2 separate regions of the Gossypium hirsutum genome follow, and region 1 is linked to region 2. Evidence: chromatin contacts called from public Hi-C data. All regions are on one chromosome and are shown on one strand. The core of a region is the stretch at or near the end of the contact, and the rest is flanking DNA. Distances in the headings are between cores, read along the strand shown. Region 1 holds the start of LOC107936175 (ethylene receptor). Region 2 holds the start of LOC107936180 (molybdenum cofactor sulfurase).

Region 1 (7,330 bases), core at 1,646-4,145, 190 kb after region 2:
AAAAGTGTACCTCTTACAAATGGCAAGACCTAGACCACTGCCACCAGAATTTCGTGTTGCCGTTGATTGAGTTTGTGCAAATTTGGTAAATAACTTTGGAATATCTTGGGGGCTAATCCCTACACCTGAATCTTTCACCTACACCAGAAGCGAAGAAGCATAAACATTAATCAACCACTAAAGATAAAGCATAATACAACTGGCAACAACAGAACCAACCTGTACACGCAAATAAAAGTGATTATCGCTGGGCACAGGGAAAAATTCAGGGGTCTGAGAATCTCTCAGTAATTCTGATTTTGTGACAAAAGCAGTGATTGAAATGCTGCCCTCCTTTGAAAATTTCACAGCATTACCAACGACATTTAAAATTGTTTGCATCAGGCGCTTCTCATCACCAATGGCATATTCAGGCAAGTCCGGAGCCAAATTTAATGAAACATGAAGCTTTTTAACAGATGCAATGGGCTTGATCAAGTTAAGGACCTACAACACAATAAAACCATGTTACTATAATGAAAAAACACCGAGCAGCAATTTTAAAAATTTTCCAGAAGCCAAAGAATGAAATTCTACCTCTCTGAATACGGCAAAAAGGTTAAAAGTTCCAAGGTCTAGTTGAAGGCTGCCATCTTCCAGCCTCGAAAGATCCAATACATCATTTATTAGAGTTGAAAGAAGGTTACTACTCTTGAGAATCGTTTCAACCATCAGACGTTGTTCAGGTGTTAACTCGGTTTCCTGCAGTAAAGAAGATAGAGCAATAATAGCATGCATTGGGGTTCTCATCTCGTGATTCATAACAGCCAAGAAATCATTTCGAGCACGGATTGCCGTCTCTGCTTCTCTTCTGGCAAGGTCAAGTGCAACATTCTGCTCCATAAGAAGATCCCTAGCCCTCATTGACTCTTCTAAAATTGCAGCATGTGAAAGAGCAACGGCCACCTGATTCATTATACAAATGTACAAATCAAGTGCTTTTAGCAACATTGATATCTGGAACATATGCAACAATCTAAGAGCGACAAACTTAGTTACCTGATCAGCAACTACTTCAACAAGCTCCAGTTCGTGGGCATGCCATTGCCTTGCACTATCAGAAGGGAGCATCAAAACCATCAAAGCATATCGTTTTGTTGAAAGTTCCGGCCAATCGTTAATTTGGAAGTTAGAGAGATGCAGGAGTGGGACACGAACAGCAACCACCTCCCCAGGCATGTACTTCCCTGCGGGGCGTATTCGCGCCACGGGACATTTTGGGGATATTTTTACTGCATGACTGCTACTAAATACCTGATTGATCACAGGAAGATGGATTGGTACAGTATACCCAACTGGATTCTGTTGACGAAGAGTGTATGAAAGTTGGAGCTCAAGTCCAGTACGTGTTGGCATCCACAGGGCACATTCTTCTAGTGCCAAAGTTCGACCCAATTCAACAAGAGTGGTTTTTAATATTGTATGTCTATCCAAAGTGCTTCTGATCTCATGTGTAAGCATCCTGACATGTCGACCTGTTTCCTCTTGTGTACGAATTAGACCCATTTCTCTATCGAGCTCGGCGGCCTTATTTTTCAAAAATAATTCTCGGGTTTTAACACTCAATAAATCAGGAATAATATGCACCAGCATCAAGGCAGTTGCACACGATACCACAGCAGTAAAAACCTTAGCAGTCGTCATTACCATAGCCACAGTTCTCGTATGCATTGTAAAAGTCCACAAGTTAATAAGATGCGTTGCACCACAAAGTACTATAAAGGCACCAAATTGCACAAGTACCCATCTATATGGAAACACGGCAGATTTCTTCACAAAGTATATAAGCTCTAAAGGAATTGAGAAATAAGCAAGCGCAATGAAGAAGTCGGAAATATATTGATATTTCATTAACAGATCATCTGGTGGCCATTGCGGCTCAATACAGTTGCAAGAATCCATTCTGATTGAATCACCTAGGCTCTCACTCCTTCTTCATATACCTGAAGGAGAAAGGTAAATCATAACATGCAAAGACCAATATGCATGATTAACAACATTGAGAAAGACATTTAGATTCTGCAATACCTAACAATTACATACACTAAGTTATCAGATTAATCAAAGAAAGTCGGCAACAAATTCAACAGAAAAGGAAAACAATTTCTCATACTATGATAGCAAAACCATAAAAGAACAAAAGAGTTTCAATCCAACAAACTAGCAGAAGCCACTAGAATTATGCACTTCACACAAATCTGTGATAACAGTGACACTTGAAATGACATACCCAAGTTCTAGAACTTGTAAAATCAAAGTAAAATGAAAAGTAGACCATGAAAACGATAAAGCAGTTTGTAGTCAAGTAATACATAAATATCTTCTACGGTAAATCAAACAATCAAAACAAAATTACACTCGTGAGACCAATTAAATCATTCAAATTATCCAATCCCCAAATCATTAAAAGAAAAAAATAGAATCTTTTGTTCACAGCTGAAAGCAAAAGCTTGACCTGGAACCAGAGAGAAAGAAATGGTGGGTTTGGAAGAGAAGAAAGGAAACATAAAAACCCAAGTTTCCAATAATTGAAACTTACCCAAAAAACCAATCAAGCTAGTAAATTTTACTAGCTGAAAAATCAAAGAAAATTCCCCCCTCCCTTCCAAAAAAAACCAAAAACAATTTGAAAAGGATAGGAGAGAGCAAAAGTACCTTGTTGAGTTTTGTCTTTTTAGCAGCTTAATTGCAAATATTTTCCTTCAAGACAACATTTTTAACGATCTATAAAAGGGGGGGTTGTCTTTGTTCTTACAAGGTATAAGGGGGAGTGGGAAACTCGAATGTAGACAGAGCAGAAAAGAAAGTAGGCGGCTTATGATGTTCTCACTTACCCGTGAGATTGGGTTTGGTAACAGACGAACTAATCAAGTCCGTTTCGACCTTTTGAGTTATTACTTGATCATTAATGATGTGGGACCCAATGAGGTCATGATGTATGGCTGAGATTATGTTAGAGTTTCACAGATGGGTGAGGATAGAGTGTTGAAATCTTCCCCCTAAAAAGGGAAATGGGGACCCAATTTGGATGACAACTTGTGTTTCTTTGGCTTTCCTTTTTTGAAGTTTTGTTCTTTTTGAAATTACTTCTCTCCTTACATCATTTTCCTTTATTGGAAAAAGTCTAGGGAAAGACGGTTATCTTCCTTCTTAGTTAGATATATTATCGGTCCTTAAAAAGATTAAAAAAATAATTCACGCAAAAATAATTATGGATGAGACTCATTAAAATAAAAATAGATATTCAATTTCTCTTAATATTTTGGGAACACTTTTTGTAATTTAATAGAATTAGAGAGATTTATAATATATATATATGTGGTTAATGGTGAAAATTTATATCAATACACGTAAAAATTCGTAATTTTAATTATTAATTCAAAATTGATTGCTATATGCTTTTGAATTAAAACAAAAATAATAGCTTTCAAAAAAATAAATAATAAAATACTTAGTAAATAGGAGAGGAGAGGCCCATTGACCTAGCAAATCTAACCCATAAAACTAGTATTCAACCCAACAAGCCCTAAAATAAACCTTTTCTTTATATAAGAATATCTTGATAATAGGCCCAATTTATACATGTTTTATACTTAATTTTGATAATTTTAAGTTTATTATATAATTTTTTTTATTAGTTGCAAAAGTAAGATTGGAAAGTTAAGAAAAGTCGTTGATTCGAGTTGTCGTAAAAGTTTGAGCTGGTGAACCAATTGAAGGACTAAGATACAATTCCGATATGGAATCGTAAGATTTGAACCTACACTTAAAAACCTTCATTCTGGTATTTTTTATTTCTTTGGTTTAAGAGATAGGCATCATCGTCTCAGAAAGTTGTATTGGAACAAAGTCAAAAAGAGCTAGTTGATTCGATGTTGATAGATATACAATTGGAAGTACCGAGTCGACTGTCTATCGTATTCGGTCTACCGTAGAACACATTAGCATGTCCAATTAAGTAGTTGGTTGGATCCATCAAGGAAAATAGCAATTGGATCTAAATGACCTGCGCGGTTGAGGCTGTTGGTTCGAGTTGGATCCTTTTAGTTCACAAAGCTACCAAAGAGCTAAATCGTTGACACATGTTTCATGGTTGTTCATTCAATAAGGGTTAGTTGTTGGGCATTCCCACAATTAATTTACATGCGGAAAGGTTGGTGGTCTAAGGCGTCCTCAATCACTAAAACTAACTTATCGATTGAAAGAGATAATTTGTTATCAAGGATAGGTTTAAACCAAAGCAAAATCAAGCCTAAAGCTAGAATTTCATCATATGGGTTTATTTAATTAAATTTTGTTTTTGCTTATTTTTACAATTATTTTAATTTTATTTATTTTTAATTTTATCATATTTAAATTTCCTTTTAACTTTTGCACAGACCGTCACATGTCGTGGGCATATAGCTGCCTAGACGTGTAATCTAGTTGGACCAAACAACAATTTTAGATATCTCAGTCTCTGTAGGATTGACCCTACTTCATTTACTACTATTTATTTATTGTTTAGGCGTAGGAAATTATTATTTTTGATGGATTTGACACTCATCATGTAACAACCAAATAGTCACAAGTGTCGGAAAGTGCATTTCCGAAACTTCGTTACCGTAAATCGGACTCGTAAATATTTATTAAAAAATATTTACGAAGTTAGTTGTGTAGTTAAATATGTTTTGGTTAAGTGAATTTGCATGAATTAAAAGTAATTAGGTATAATGACTAAATTGCATATAAGGTGAAAGTTGAATTATAGATTAAAGAAAAATTAAAAGGACTAAGGAAACAATTTTGCCATAGTTTATAAATGAGGCAGTAAGGGTGAAATTATTATAAAATTTTAAGTTAAAATATATATTATAATATGTTACTTAATAATTAAGTATATATATATTATAATAATAATAAAACAAATAAATAAAAGAAAAAGAAAGAAAAAAGAAGAGAAAACCAAAACGAAGCAAAAAGAAAAATAAAGAAAATGGAGAAAGAAGGAGACGATGGGCTTTAGGGTTTCAAAGTTTTCAAGTTAAATTGGTTAGTTAATTTAGTCCATTTTTCTTGTAATTTTTATGTTTTTGGAATTCCAGTGTTAAATACTACCTGACCCATGTCGAAATTTTAGAAATTATTGAGTTTTTAAATGTTGACTATGTTGAATTGTAGAATAAATTGTAAAATTTGAGTAATAATGGCTAAATTGTGAAATTTTGAAATGTAGAGATTTAAGTGAAAATAGGGAGTTAAATTTAGTTTAAAGTGAAAATTAAATGAAAATATAGAATTAAATGTGAAGAAATATAGTTAGTCTTAGTTTAAGAACTAAATTGGAATTTAGACAAATATTGATTAAAAATTAAAATATTCAATATGAAATTGAATTGTGTTGTGTTGTATTGATGAATTTTAATTGTTTTAATTTCGTAGCTAACGTTGTACCGAAATCCTTTACTAAAAAGGGGAAAGATAAAGTCGATGGGGAATAGCTCGGAATTTCTGATTTGTACTTCTATAATCCGGAACTAATTATTAAATGTTGTATTTTTTATTTAATGCATATGGTAAGTGTTGAGGTGAGTATTTGACACTTTGACATTGAATTGAATTAAAGTTGATTGAATGGATTGAATTGATATATATATTATGAATGTATTGATTATTGAATTGAAATGAATATATATATGTGCAAATATGATAATTGAATTTTGGTTGTATTTGGAAAGTGAAATTAAACCCTATTAACTGTATCGGGCTGAGTTGGATATAGATGGCATGCCATAAGATTGGAAGAATTCAGGGATATCTTTGAGTTCGAGTTCATGAGACACTGGGTGTCAATCTATCACTTCAGATTTATTTGATGAGGCACTGGGTGCCAATTTACTTCGATTTAACTGATGAGGCACTGGGTGTCAATTTACTACTTCGAATTATCTGATGAGGCACTGGGTGCCAAATTGGTGTGTTTGGTTGGATCTGTGTATTCGTCCGAGTCCGAGTCGTGTTAATAGGGGTAAATAAATAATGAAGTTCTATAATTGATATTGAAATGACATGGTATGAGAAATGGAAGTGATATAGTGGATTAAAAATAGAATGTGAAATATGTTGTAAATACATGGAATATACGAGTTATATACTCATGAATTGAATATGGAATGGATAATGTCATTGTTTAAATGAAATGTAAAACGGATTGTGAAAAGCTATTTATATAGCAAGTATGAGAATTGGGATAATTGTGAAACAAATGAAATGTGATATGCTATTGTGTATGAATTCAAAGAGTTGGCATATGGTAGTTGTGATTTTTAAATAATATTAATGTGTTTATATTTCAAATATACATTTGTAATCTTTTATCTTTAAATATTTAGATTATAGAAACACCACTAAGTTTTACTAAGCGTACGGTTTTTATTTTCTGTGGCAGATTAGGTACTTCAATTTTGATCGCCGATCCAGCATCCAACAACGATCCCAAACTCAAATGTGGTGATGTTTATCCTTTGTGTCGGCATGTACCTAGGGTGTCTAAATAATAGTTATTTTGTGGTTTGATTGTAAATGAGGTTATAAGTTTAATATTGGTTGGTATATACATATGAATATGTGTTTGTGTTTGAGGATAATTTATGGCATGTTAAATTGATGTTTTAGTGTTCATAAACTAGGGAAAATAGATTAAATTAGGTATGTCTATAATTTGGACTTGAATAATGCTTTGATGATATGTTTTGATGATATAAATGTGGTACTAATGAGGGTACATTGGTTAGGCACCTAGGATGATTGTTTTGACGTGATTTGAATGTGTTTGATTGTGTTTTGAACTGGTTAAACGAATGATTTTTGAATTATTTAGTGTCCAAGCTTGCAGGGAAGGGTAAACTTGTTGTTTAAGGCACATTTCGAGTCCATACGGCCAGACACATAGGCATGTGACTGAGTCGTGTAAGACACACGGTGATGCGGAATCCCGGATCTAGTCACAAGAGAAACACAAATTAGAAATAAAACGAGAATAAAATTAGTTAAATAATAAATAAATAAATAAATAAAAAGGATAGATTTTCCCTATGGAACCCTTGGTTAACTTGTAACCAAAAACGCCAATGATTGAGCGGCTCCCTAAGAAACCCCTAGAAGAAGAACCTCTAGAAACACCGTTGAACGGGAAAGAAATTTGAATATTTGCAACTCCGAAATACCCTCGAAAGTAACAAACTCCAAACTAAATAGCAAGAGAAGAATCACTCTACTCTAAAAAAATTTGCCTCACACAAATTTGAAAGAA
Region 2 (7,124 bases), core at 2,105-4,604:
TTTAGAAACACAGTATGAAAGCTACATACTTTGAATATGGAGAGCCTTCCAAAATTTTTTCTGCATTTTGCTTAACATTATTCACCAAATCAAGGCTAAATCTCATTCCAGAGAAATTGCACTCTGAGGGGAAGGCAAATAAATTGTAAGCATCGCCTGCAACAATAAGAAAAAGATATGACGCTAGAAAGTGGCAATGACAAAAACAAGGACTCCATATGCTTTTCTTCTTCTTATGTAATTATTTGAAGAAAAAAGTTATTATGGTTTTTCAAAAACAACATTTCCATTTTCTTTACTCATGCATCCAATAAGATAAACCTCTTATGTTTTGTATTTACTAGTAGACCTCTTATTGTTGAGCAAAAAATACCGATAAGAAAGAAATACTGAAATCCTTTTGGAAGTCTTCCATGTTATCATTTTTCACTCATTATTTATATTAGTTAAATTGGCATTAGTGATCTATATGCGAGAAAAAGAATTCCAGCATGCAGTCGACACTAATAACAGCCAAAATTATCTTCACAAGAAGCTCAATATATGGTACCAAACAGAAATCCAACGTTTTGAAATAAAGTTACATGTACAAAAGGACAAATTTTAAACTGAATTAAATCTCCAAAATGACAATATCCTAGAATTGACTATGGATCAAAGATGTTTTATGGAAATTTCGCTAACCAAAATAACAACCCCAGAACAATAGAAGAGTAACAATAGAAGAGTTAAGTTAAAGCCAGAAAACAGAAAAGAATAGGTTTCTACAAGAACTTACATGGTTTAGCATGGATGAGAGTAGCAGGGTTTGCAAATTAACAAATAGATGGATGCAGTAAGGAAATCCTAGAGATGACTTCTATCAGTCTGACCTAGACAAAATTCAAGTTTTATCCATAAACTAAGGCAGAAGATACAGAGTCATGCTTCCTGAACTCTTATCCATTTAATCCTTTAAATAAAGCTCACTTATAAATGCACTAACCAAGGGTTCATATCTTGGGATCAGGCTCCCCTACATTAATTTTCTATCTATTACTTTCCAGCACATCTATCACCACCATCCATATGCATAGGATCCAAACGTGATTGGTGAACACATACCTGTGAACAGTGATTAATGTGTATTGGAAAGTTACAGACAAAGAATCAATTAAGGAGCACCCGACCCCTGCTGAGAGTTACTAACAAACAAAAGGTAATAAACTTCCTAATATAAAATAGCACACAATCAACCCACCAAAATGTAAAGGAGATTTAAATTAAGCTATCTAGGAAAATGAGATCCTATTGCCAAAATGACCTTGACCATGATGATATGTGCAACCACACATAATATCCATGCATTTGCATAAAGTTCCATAGTCAAGAACTTTTATCTAATGGCTTCTTTCAGCTAGATATCAGGTATAGAATTCACCAAAGGAGACCCAAATTAATATGCAAATATTAGTTATTTCACCCTGAATCATTTCTCTAACAGGTATCAGTAGTAAATTAAGTTAACATATTTATCCAAATGTTACCTGTAAGCTCCCCTTCCAAAATTTTTGCTTCATTTCTTATCTGCACTGGATGCTGTAACACCTTACATGAAGTCAGAGAGCTTCTAGATGCTCCATCCTGATCCACAGCCTCATTTATATCAACTGCAAAGGCTGCAGCTCCTTGATTGAGAGCATATCTAATAAATTATTAAGGACACACAAAGTTACAGATTCAAGAATATTAAGAGAAGGAACAAAAATGCTGATCCTTTTCTGTCATATAATACACAAAACAAAACATACTATAAGTAATATCACTGTGGATATAAGATGAACTTAGAACAGAAAAAAGAAAACACACATACACACAAAACATGACTGCACTGGCCAGAATTTATGATAGTACTCCCAAAACTAGAAGTGGCAGGATACTCTCTAAGACCAAGTACGCTATTATGATTTTCCATTGTGTACATAAAGGTGCTCTTACAGCTCCAGGGAAAGTTCTCCCCTATGAGTTTCAATGCAGCTGTTGCCCCAGAAGTGAATATACATTTATAATCCTTTTGAGAAGCATTGCAGTAATCGAGGACCTATATAGCAAGAAAAATATACAAAAATAAAAGACAATTATTCTGATACCACAGGTTAAAAAAAATGATAATTTATTTCAAATTGAACTAGAGCACAAGTACCAATACCTATAAACTATTTATGACTTCATAGACCAAATAAAACCAGGCCATTTGAAATGTAGAAACTTTAAAACAAATTTCAGCAAAGAAATAAGAACAACAGAAAACAAAGTAAAGTAACATTCGTGGTACCTGTCTGCGTGCTTCCCTTACAATGTCACTAGTGGCTGAACTAGAATCACTTTGGCTATCTTATAGAAGTAGTCAAGAAGAACATAAGGCATAGTTCTATATAAGACCTATTATTTCTAAGCACGAATAAGACAATAAATTATGACCCAAACTGAAACAAGAGAAGGAACCTCCAGCTTTTCAGCCAAAAAACACATCAATAATCTGAGTTACTGCAATGTCACAATCAAAACAAACCAAAACCAGTACCAGATATTCCTAAAGGGCTTGTATTCCCAAATCATGGTAAGATAATACTTCTCAAAACAGATTAACTGAACAAATTTCTAGCTTTTCCGTCCAAAAATACAATGCAGGATAAAAATCAAAACCAAACTAATGCAGTGCGGATCTTGCTAAAGGGATTTTACTCAGTGCTTTAAAGAACTCATAATCATTTATAAGATTAACATACAATAGGGAAGACATTAGTCAATAAGAATAGTTGGAATTTCATCGAATTTCAGAGAAAAAAACAATACCAGCTTTTGAGTTAAGAGGATACGAGGATTTCCATAAACAGTAGTCGTAAGATCTTTAAAGATAGCTTCCATCTGCAACTCGGAGTAAAGGGTTGCTCCAGCATGATCCAAATACACAGTATCTACAGTACCCAAAGCTCAAAAATAGCTAATCAAAGTACCCAAACCCAAAGCATCAAACAAAAACTCGAAATTCCAACTCTATCTTCTGAAATTTCAATTATTTCTTACTTGAAACAATAAAAGGAATATAAAATATCAATAAAAATTTGAATAAAGAAAAAAAGTTGACCTTCTAATCGCTTGAACTCGGTGGAACGAATTTCGTCGATGGACTTAGGGGCGTTGGGGTAGCCGTAAAAGTCACCGAATTCCTTGAGAAACTCTTCCTGGCCGTCCATTTGCAGAGAACTTTCAGGGTTGGGATATGGTGATAAAAACAATAATGTTGACCAGCAGATAGATTGGAATGAGCTGAGGGTACTTGTCCTCTAGCTTCTTCCCGAGGAACTAGCTCGGGACGAGTCAGAATTCAGAAACGTTTAAGAATTCAGACACGTTGCCTCTATGATTCTATTGGGTAAATTTTACCAAAGGTCACTCATATATTAGTAAGTTTACATTTTAGTAACTCCATTTGAAAATATTGCAAATTGATCATTGAACTATTCGATGGTTACAAGTTAATCACTGGCCCATTAAGTGCTAATAGATGTCAAAGGTCGGGACAGGTAGTTTACAATTTAGTCACTCAATTTCAAAAAGTTAAGGTTGGTCATTGAATTATTAATAAATTTGCAAATTTATACTCTGGTCACTAAATTTATGCATCATCACTCCCTAACCCAATAATCTAAACAACATAATAACAACTCACAAGCGCGATCAAAGCATACAAAAACATAAATAAGAAAGAGGAAGAAACTCTCATATTTCAATGAGCTCTAAATAAGACCTAAGAAAGCAAAGGGATAGGATAAAATTAGAGAAAAGATAATCAAAATATGTTTTTAAAAAAAAGATGCTCAAATGTACTAGATTCAATAAGAAGTTAATCAGATAATTTCAATCAAAGAGAAAGTTCCATTGAGAAAATGAACATATCGGAGTTAGGTGACCAATCATCAACAATGGATTAAGATCGCAGAGCATCTCCATTAGGGCTTTAGGTTTAAATTAGTGGAGTTTTAGACCATTTCAAGAAAAATCAAACCATAATTTTGAAAAAGGAGGGGAAAAGCTCTAGCTTAGTGTTATTCTTTGTAAAGGGAGGAAGCCAAATGGTAGCAAGATTACTAGAATACAACAGAGAATAAGGTAATTAAAACCTTAAAACTTTCGTATAGCTTAGCGACCAACTTGTAACATTTTTTTTTGAAATAGTTGAGTGAACTTGAGCTTGGTTTAACCTATGATAAATTGCGAACTAATGATCATCAAACATTTGTCAGCAACTTAATGGCCTAATGATTTAAATGATAATTTTTGAATGATTTAGTGACCAATTTTTAACTTTTTGAAATTGAGTAATTAAAGTGTAAACTTACTAATATAGAGTAACCTTAGGTATAGTTTACCCATTTTATATTTTATATAATCTTTTAGGCAGTAACACTAATATCATATAAATTTTCTTCTCTTTTTTCTTCTCTAGAATATATATTGGTTGAGAGGAGGCCGATTTCTTCAAGAGTTATCTTCAAAGTGTTGTCCTTCGAGAGCCAATTAACTTCTCAACGAGTGATATTGTCCTGAATTAGGGTTTTGTTTCCTAACTCTGGTGAAAACTCGAGGGCTTGAGTTAGTCTGGAGAGACAAACAAATTCAATAAAGTAGGAATGCTTCGTTGAATACGGTTTATGCATGATACACAACCACTTATTAGGGAAAAGTGAACATTTGGATTTGATAGAGTTTGAACCTATACCTTACAAACATATAAAATACTTGTAGGTGACTAATGCTACCACTAATTCTAATAAAATATGGATATGGTTGCTACTAAATTAAGTGAATCTTGTTTATTTTTTATAGGCGCAATTTATGTCGTAAAAATATCAAAATTTGGGGTAAACTTGTGCAAATTGTGGCATGAATGATTGTAATTAAGGCATAGGCGACACGTGAGGACTTTTGGATAAAGGCAATTGCTATGATATTAATTTTAGATAATAGTTGTTTTGTAATTTGTATTTAATCAGTTTGGATTTTTATTATATTAGATGATTTTGTTAATTTTGGATTTTTATTATGTTTATCTTCTATTTTATTTTAGGTACTTATTATTTTAGAATATTATTTTGGATTATATATATCATTATAGAGACCTTCTCTCTCTATATTTTTATATATTTAGTTGAATTTATTAGAATTAGATCAAATTAAGATAATTTATACATTTTAAAAATTATTTTTTAAAATTATGATTAAATTAATATAATATGTAAAAATTGAGGGTTAAATTTGTTATTATACCAATTTTCTTAACTGACACGTCAACTTGTTCTTTGTGATTTTAACGAGAGTGACCAAAATGATTGAACTAAGTAAAATTAGTGCTTAAATTGTAAACCTTTTTATTTTGGGTGCCTAAAATTAAAATTTTTTATAATCGAGTGACTATCTATGTAAAAAAAAGAAAATAACAATTAAATCAACAAAATTAAAAGATATATAGCATGTGCATGCATTATTACTTTTAAACATATTAAATTATAAGGCATTTTAAAATTTATGCATATTATAGTGTATAATATATTATTTTTATAATATTAAAATAATATGTTTTAATAGCATACAATATACGATTTAGAATACATTTTTTTTGTATTAATTGCGAAAATGTACAAACTTTTAAAATAAATTTAATATTTTGTAATTAATACATACAATTAATCCGTGCATCGCACGGGATAAAAAAAACTATCAGAATACTAATTTAATAAAAAATATATTTCATAACTATAACTATTGTTGTTATAAGTAAAAAAATATTATAAAGAGTTAAAATAAAAGTAAAAAAAATCGATTTTACTAAGAATTTAACTGTTATAAGGAGAGTTTATTGTAGTTGATGAGTGTCGAATCCACCAATATAAACCTACGCCTTAAATTGTAAATTATGCAGTATAGGGAGTAGGGTCGATCCCTCAGAGACTGGTTTACAGCAAATTATTCCTTTCTTGACCAGATTTTTGTCGGGGCAGCTGTCGTGCCCAAGACATTCAGGGGGATAAAAATTTGAAAACCTGAAATTAACAGAAAAATAATGTCAAAAGTAAAAGTTGAAAACAGAATAATAAAAACCGTGAAATAAATATTAAGAAAAATTAATTAGAATGAGCTCAGCTTTAGGCGCGAATTTTCCTCGTCTTTGAACCGATCCTCAAAATTGGATGAACTCCTCTTTTCCAATAAGCTAGTTATAGCTACCAAGGACGCCTCGGACTCCAACTCTTCCTTGTGTAAATTAGTTATAGAACGTCCAATAACTAACTCTTACCGATCGAACAACCACGAAACGTTCGTGATTTAGAACTCCGGCAGCTTTGCGTTCTAAAAGAGCCTAGCTCGAACCAATGCCCTCAACCGCGTGGGACATTTAAATCCGGTTACTATTTCCCTTGACGGAACCAAACAGCAATCTCCACTTGGCACGCCAATGTGTTCACAGAAAACCGATTGGAAACGTTCCTTTTGGAATTCCAACTGTACGTCTAACCACACTAAATCAAACGACGTCTTTTTTGACTTAGTGTTGATCTGACTTTGTGAGTTGACAAAATCATACTCTTAATCCGGAGAAGTAATAAGTACTGGAATATTAGGAGTTAAATGGCTCGGGTTCGTAACTCACAGGTTTTGACGAGGCTAATTTAGGCCTAAGCTGAAAATGGGTTTAGTTGGCTAAGGTTTGGGGCATATTGGTATTGGAATAATTAAATAAGGTAAAATGGGTGGAAAACTACTGAAAATAAAAAGGGAATTTGAAAAAGGAATTGCAAATGGCTTAATTTGGTGGCTACTAAGAATTAATAAATTGAAGGAAAAGAAATTAAAGGCAGCAAAAGAATTCGTGACTAGAAGAGAGAAAATGTATTGAAAGATGAAAGCTTAATATTTTGATTGATTGATGAAATGATGAACAATACAAGCTCTATTTATACTAGTGGATTTACTAAATTAGGAGCCAACTAGTCATAGGAAATTAAGGAAAAATATCCCATAATAAAATAAATCCCAAAATATTATCCCACTAACTCAAAAATTTCAGCTAATTAATCTTGGAA

Evidence for each region. A called contact is a pair of places that touch in the nucleus more often than the background predicts.
Region 1: a Hi-C map of leaf shows a contact between it and region 2, with 2.3 times the contacts expected there. The contact joins the promoter of LOC107936175 here to the promoter of LOC107936180 in region 2. A contact is called at or near these places in 2 of 34 Hi-C or Micro-C datasets (both in leaf).

The regions. Positions count from the first base shown.
Region 1 is chrD01:3,383,270-3,390,599 of Gossypium_hirsutum_v2.1, forward strand. It overlaps LOC107936175 (ethylene receptor), which reads right to left and starts at 2,896. Exons shown (of 7, transcript XM_016868850.2): 1 at 2,695-2,896; 2 at 1,039-1,982; 3 at 577-945; 4 at 220-486; 5 at 11-138. The coding sequence starts at 1,941.
Region 2 is chrD01:3,196,120-3,203,243 of Gossypium_hirsutum_v2.1, forward strand. LOC107936180 (molybdenum cofactor sulfurase) reads right to left here and starts at 3,355. Exons shown (of 21, transcript XM_041086782.1): 1 at 3,128-3,355; 2 at 2,836-2,957; 3 at 1,920-2,080; 4 at 1,527-1,684; 5 at 30-123. The coding sequence starts at 3,236.